2 separate regions of the Mus musculus genome follow, and region 1 is linked to region 2. Evidence: chromatin contacts called from public HiChIP or PLAC-seq data. All regions are on one chromosome and are shown on one strand. Each heading gives the region's core, a stretch centred on a gene start, on an enhancer-like site or on the middle of the called end of the contact. The rest is flanking DNA. Distances are from core to core; before and after follow the strand shown.

What was found. HiChIP or PLAC-seq counts read pairs in DNA pulled down with a chosen protein or histone mark.
Region 1: an H3K4me3 HiChIP or PLAC-seq map of forebrain shows a contact between it and region 2, with 4 times the contacts expected there. The contact joins the promoter of Zfp454 here to the enhancer-like site in region 2. A contact is called at or near these places in 6 of 484 Hi-C or Micro-C datasets (B cells, the CH12 cell line, embryonic stem cells and 2 more), 2 of 115 datasets of contacts at active chromatin or transcription factors (embryonic stem cells and forebrain) and 2 of 9 other capture datasets (adipose tissue and liver).

Annotation. Positions count from the first base shown.
Region 1 is chr11:50,885,830-50,889,090 of GRCm38.p6, reverse strand. It overlaps Zfp454 (zinc finger protein 454), which reads left to right and starts at 1,590. Exons shown (of 6, transcript NM_172794.3): 1 at 1,590-1,725; 2 at 2,593-2,722. The coding sequence starts at 2,690.
Region 2 is chr11:50,767,396-50,770,999 of GRCm38.p6, reverse strand. The region is part of intron 5 of Adamts2 (a disintegrin-like and metallopeptidase (reprolysin type) with thrombospondin type 1 motif, 2); the gene reads right to left. Among named protein-coding and RNA genes, the nearest start is that of Zfp354c, 59 kb to the left of the region's middle. Within about 2 kb of position 1,664, at least 67 of the 459 cell types and tissues checked have an H3K27ac peak or open chromatin away from gene starts, as enhancers often do. A contact at or near this core is called in adipose tissue and forebrain, where this site is marked.

The sequences.
Region 1 (3,261 bases), core at 341-2,840, 120 kb before region 2:
GGTGTGGCTTAACAATTCCAATGTCTGGGCTGTACTCATATCTCTGCTGGTACAGAAATCACCATTTGAATAATACAAAGACAATCTTACACCATGCACAAAACCGATCATCCCAGCCTTACAAGAGGTGTATACTGGAGGGAGGGTATGCCACACACTGACTGTTGCAGAAAACTCCAAGTCTACTGTCCTTTCTCTCCCTCAACTACACCATAGTCTGGGTTTTTAATTTATTTTGCTGTTGTTTTGGATGAGTTTTGATTGTTAGGAAGCAAGCCAACAAATGCTAAGTCACTGTCCTACGACCATCCCTAGTTTTCACCCTGAATCTGTCCTGCCCAGAACTGACCATAGTCTGCACAGATAAGTTCATCTGTCCACTTGGAACTTCCATTGCTTTCCTTTCACACACAAAATAAATCCACATTTTTACCATGGGGTCAGAACCTCAGAGTCACACACAATGTCATCTTGAGCCCTTTTTTCTTTCCTTGTTCCTGGTGAACATGCTGGTCTTGCTAAGCATCAAATATCCTAAGCCAAATTCTTTGTGGGGAGCTCTTCCTGGGACAGTAAAATCTCCCAAACACCCTGCCCCTTCTCACTCTGAAACCCCTAACTCAGCATTCCTGTCCTTTCATTCACTCCTAATGAATATTTTCTGTTTGATGGACCACCTTCCCTAGTCACACAAAAACTGCAGTGCAGGAGTCACTCTGTTTCAACACTCTCTGCTCTATGCCTTAACCTATATGTGTGTGCCCTAAGTGAGAGAATGACATCTTTAAAGCCCAGGACAGAGCCACTGACATTGTATCCTAAAGGGTGGCCAGCAATCCCAGAAGTGTCAATCTCAAATCATATTTTTTTAATTGAATTTGTTTCACTTTTCTCCCAATAAGAAAGTTCCTCCATGAATACTTACTACATATCCAAAGGCAACTAGACATCTTCAGGGAAAGATTCTGGTACATTACTCGATACTCACAGGCCCCAGCAAAATACAGTCACCAGAAGTAAATCCAAGCTTCTCTATATACTATCCCGTGCTCCCAGAGACACTTGTTTACTCTGCAGAGACTTCCAGGGCCATCGTCCTTCCCCCCCCCCGCACCCCCCTCCGGTAATCCTGCTACCCAAACCCTCACTGCACTCAAGGTCTATCATGCCTCTCCAGTCCAGCTCCAACAGAGGCTGTAGCATTTTTGAGAGCTTGGTACTGACTGTCTTTCAAGACCTTTCTCTGTCGTTAGGCGCTATTACGACGTTCCTGGATGTTCTCTGGCTTTGCTTGCAGATCCTAGAGTCTAGTAACCTTGATAACAGCATCCTGGACCTTTTTTCACTGCTGGTCTCCACAAGACTAGACCACTTGTCTGCCCAGCGATAGGCTAGTGCACCGCAGAGCCTTCTGGGAATTGTAGTTTCGGCCACAAAGTGACTAGGCGCAGGCGCGCTTTATCGCTTTTTGCTCCTGGTCTCCCTCTGAGAAAAGGAGTCCAAAAATCTAAGCGCTGCAGCAGAGAGATTTGTGGGAATTAGGCTTCCCGGCTCCTGGACAAACGCGCAGGCGCGGCTCCGCGTCAAGCAGCAGGCTCCAGCTCATTGTGTCCTGACTACTCTGTCGAGGCTATGCTCTGCAGTGGACAAGCTTCTAAGGGAAGCCCCACGGTGATCTGCAGTGTCCAGAGACTGAAGGTCAGGTCTGGGAGTTGAGAACAGAGGGTACGTAGACTAAGGGTGGGTTGTGGTCCGTTTTGAAAGGCGTGGATCCCACGTCCTTAACTTTGAAGCGCATGTACTGAGATTTGATTCCACACATGGAAGGGACCAGCAGAACTGTTTTGTAGTCGAGCTAAGGGATCCGAACCTGATTGCACGTTGAGAAGGGTTGGTCAGGACCTCTAGCTCATCTTGCTGCAAACTCACAAATACAGTTGCATACAGCTGCTGGTTATATTCCCGGCGTGGCTCCAAGTTCTCTCTGAGGAACTTGAGAAAGGGACACCTTCACTGCAGCCCCTGCACTTGACGAAACTGTGGAGGGTGACTTATGTGAATGATTTCTTCTCCCGGAAACCCGCTCCCTACACTGTCCCATCCGAAACACGAAACAGCCCCCCCCCCACACACACACACACAGAGAGAGAGAGAGAGAGAGAGAGAGAGAGAGAGAGAGAGAGAGAGAGAGAGATCTGGCCGGTTTAACTCCCCTTCCCTTTCAGGAAAAAGTCACCTCTTTGCCTCCTCCTTCCCTCTAGTTGGGATAGAGCTGTCCCAGGAGGAAAGGCTGTCTTAAGACGCCAAAGCATAGCTGCAGGGGAAGGGACAGAGAATGGGTAGAGTTTGAGGACTGGGCCGGGCAAGCTTTCTGCAGGGGAAAGCCAAAGCCACACAAACGGGAAGGCATGCAGGATCTGACTAAAGGAAAGATGCGAAGGAGAGCTGGCATGGGGAGAAGTCACTTTACAGATTGGGTGAGGACAGCTACCTTCAGAGGGAGTATGCACTGGGAGCAAAAGAACAAAGTGAGCCAGGATGTGAATGGTGAGGCGCATCCCTGTGACCTTTGACCCGGCCCTCTCATTACAGGAGTGCAGATGCTTCTAGCCAGAGAACCCCAGCAATTGTAAAGCTCCTCCCCTGCCTCCTTCCTACTCAATGCTCCTCAGCTCACCAGAGAAAAGGAATGGCTGTCAGCCAGCTCCCGGCCCTGGTCCAGGTGAGTCATCACTGTCCAGTGTTGTCCCCCTGTATCCCCAGTTGTGTCCTTGACTTCATTCATTGCTCTAACCAGAAGCTTCCTTTCCAGCCACCCCCAAAGACCCCAGCTGCTCCCTCCCACCACACATCTCCTCCTAGTGAGCTTTAGAGCTTTCTGTAAGGCATGAAAGTGGCACATCTGGGCAGGATTCTAGGTTAGTATAAAATGAAAACCTTTCTACTTCTGTTAGCCAGTAAGATGGTGGTCCAAAATGGTAAAGGCAGGAACTGACATAGGATCTAAAGAAGAAATTTGAACTGTTTCCCGTGAACATGGGGTGTCCTAGACGCCACGTAGTTATTGATGTCTTTTAAAGATAACGTGTAACTTTTGTTTAAGAAGAATATATAGGATTAGTACAAAAATAATTGAAGAACTCTACTTCTATAGGCTAGGGGGATAGTTTTGTGGTAGAATACTTGGTTGGCATGTATAGGGCTCTAAGTTCAGTCTCCAGCACCACACACACACTCTCACAAAGCTGGCACATATACACA
Region 2 (3,604 bases), core at 415-2,914:
GGCATCAATATTGTATCCAGGGCTAAGGACAGGGCACATATGCATTTTAGAAAGAGCAGATTCTTATGGGGGGGAGCAGTCAGGAAGGGGAAGTAAGTGTGGCTCACTGCACTGTTAAAGGGTCAACATCTGGTGGGCGACAGGAGATGTCAGGGCCAGGGGGTGTGGACATGGGCAGAGGATGTGTGGGGAGTGCCTCACGACTTAACAGGGAGGGTGTGCGATCTGGTCACGGTGCTGTGGCGAATCTATCTTGAAGATGGTCTTTTCTGTATAGTTTGTTCACCTGGTGAAATCTCCAGGGAGTGCCTGCTTCCTGATTCCAAGGAACAGGATCCACCACTAAATGTATATACAATTGGTCGCCTTCAGGCCAAGAGGCAACCTTGGGGCCCAAGCTAAGCCACCCAAGCTAAGCTAATAGAATCGAGGCTTAAAGGGCTGAAAAGCAGCTGATGTGCCTTAGAAGCACAAAGAAGTTTCTGTCTCTTTCCCCATGCCCTTTTCCCTCACCCTCCATACTTTCCACTTGGGACCCACAAGCTGTCTTTCCCCACATGACCTTAAAAGACTCCTCCCAAGGGTCTGGAGAGATGGATCAGTGCTCAAGAGTGCATACTGCTCTTGCAGAGGACCTGTAGCCCCAGCTCCAGCTCAGAGGACCTTCCCTACTCTCATGCACATAACCATGCCTACTGACCTCCACACATGCACACATTATTTAAACACCTTTTAAAGAGCTTAGCTTGAGGCAGAGATATCTAGGACAACTGAACATGTCTAGGCCCTTGGAGAGAGACCCAAGCTGGCTGTGGGCTCCCACAGGGCCATATCTAGATACACTGCTTGTTAGACAGGGTCGAGGCTGTCCCTGTGCTGTTCAATGAGCATTCATGATGATCACAAATGGGATGAATTAATGAATGAACAAAAATCAAATATACACACGCTGGAGAGTCACGCTGGGCCAGGGAGGGCCTAGAGGCTGCAGGAACATTCCTAGGAACTCATGGAAAAGCATCACCAGCAGGGACAAGCCCAAATGCTGATGGCAACAGCCAAATTCTTGGCTCTTTGAGAACAAGCCTCTGCATACGTCTCATTTAAAATTCAAAACTGCCTAGGACATAAGCACTGTCATTATCCTAATTCCCAGATAAGAAACTTCACCTCTTGCCATTAAAGTCGTTGACTCCAAATCCTGAGGTGGAGGTGGACGTCATACAAAGGTTAGGAGGAAGTTTGGCTGGAAGTAGGTCTACTTCTAGACAGAAGGCAAAGGAAGGGCGGGCTATGGAAATAACCACCAGGTGGCGCTGCTGCTACAAGAATGCAATGCCAAGATCCTGAGGGAGGTCGGCAGGCTAAGGAACACAGCTCCTCCAGGCTGGGCGGCAGATCTGACTTGCAGCCGGGCAATGGTAGCCCTCTAGACACCAGACAGATTCTGGGGTCTCACCCTAAACAAACCAATTAAGGCTTGTGCAGAGAGCTGTATTCCAACCGCTGCTCTCTTGACACTTGACTGTTTACTGTGGAATGCGCTGAATTATTTATGTTCTTCCCTCCTTCGGTCAAGGAGACAGAAAAAACGGGATCTGCTGTTTGGAGGCCAGTCTCCATGCCTGCCAACAGGAAGGCTCTGCAGGCTGGGCGCCACCACGTGGTGTCTGTGAGCACACACCCAATCCCAGGGCCACGGACAGGGAGCTGGAGGTGTGGGGTACAGGGTGCACTACTGTTCTTGGACACTTTCAGTCCCTTTCTGGGCTCCTCTGACCCAAAGTGTTTGGGTCCAACCTGAGTACCCAGCTTAGGGCTCAGGAACTTTGACCTGTGACTGTTTGGGCAGGACATCCAGTTTGCAATAGTTATTGTTAACACCCATCTGAGAATCTATAATCCCCTGGGAGATTTGAGCGTGCCTGTAAGGGATTGTATTGATTCTGTTAACTGAGGTGAGAAGACACACCCACCATGGTGGCGCCATTTGCTGACTGGAAGCCTGGGGAGGACAGAACTGAACAGAGCTAAGGATAGGTTGTTCTTTGGTTTGACGGATAATGTGACATGACCAGCTACCTCAAGCTCTTGCCACTGTGGCTTTTCCCTCCATAATGGACTGTAACCTGGAGCTATAAACGGATATAAACCCTTCCCTTAAGAAAGCAAGACACAGTCCATACCCACAAGTCTTTTTCCTTGTCTACTCTGGCAGTGACCATGTGGCCCACTCTAGTGCCAGTGGTTCAGGCTGCAAGGAGACCTGGCTTCAGCTGGTACCAAACCCATCCCAGAATGCCCTGGCCCTGGGAGACCTCAGGCTAGCCCACCAGGCAGGAATTAAGAAAGCACACACAGGGCTGAGATTCAGGCTGTGTAGAGCTCTCTTCTCAGCTTCAGTATTGCTGACCTTTGGGGCCAGTTAACTGTGTGTGTGTGTGTGTGTGTGTGTGTGTGTGTGTGTGTGTGTGTGTCCTGAGCATCTCCCAAATTATAACAGTGAAAGTGTCTCTAAACATCAACCCGAGTCCGTGAGTGTGGGCATAAAGTTGTAGAACCATCGGTTGGGAGCATTGGACATAGGGGGAATGGCACAGGGGAGCCAGGCTCAGCTCACCCAAGATCTGTGCTCTCTAGCCTGACAGAATGACAGCAACTGGCTCATCCTCTAGGGACAAAGTGGCTGTCATGTATGACTTTTGGTAGATCACTCACCCCGTGGAGCCACGTTTTCACTGTCATATGGAGATGGTGACAGTGACTATGGGTGCCCCCTTATCATCAGGGGATGCCTGTCAGTCCCATGACAGGATGCCTGAGACAGTGAGCTGAGCAAGGCTCTGAGGACACTATGACGCGTCCTCCCAGGCAACATCACCAAGACGGAGTGATTAAAACATACACGGCTTTGACGGTTATGTGACTGTACTCTCCTCCTTGGGGAGAAATACCGCTGGACCACAGGGCCTGGAATCCCCGAAGGAGGTATAAATAAAGTCATCTGACTCCCAGCGAAGGGAGCCTGAAAGCCAGGTGGGGGTGGGGGTGGGGGCTTCAGACAGTGAAGAGTCAGCAGTCCGTCTGATCTCCGTGACTGCAGTCATTCCTGTCAAGCACTGGGGTCCCTCAGACTTCCTCTTGCTCAGAAAACAAGATTCTGCCATGTTAAGTAAGTCATCCAAGGTCCCACACGTACCCCTGGGCTGGCATGAATGCCAGGACCAGGGCCCACCATCTCTGATGGCTTCAAAACAAGTTCTGCTCTATCTAGCCTGACTGCCTGCAGCCTCGGGGACTCCCCAAGGCTGGTGTCTTCTGTTCCCATCTGTGGCATGCAAGGTGATGTGGGTGGCTCAGAAGTCATGGTACAGGTGCCTTCTAGACCCGCCAGGGGAAAGCAGGCAAGAAGGTATACCCATCGAAGAAAACCAAGCTACTAGAACAGGATTCAGTGTTAAATAAGAACTCCTGACATGGTCTAAAAATTAGACTTTATATCTTGGAACCTAATTTCTAATACAATAGTATTAAGATGTGGAACCCTAGAAAGTTATCAGGTCAGTAGGACAAAGGTCCCTGAACTAGAGTGGCTCTCATATAG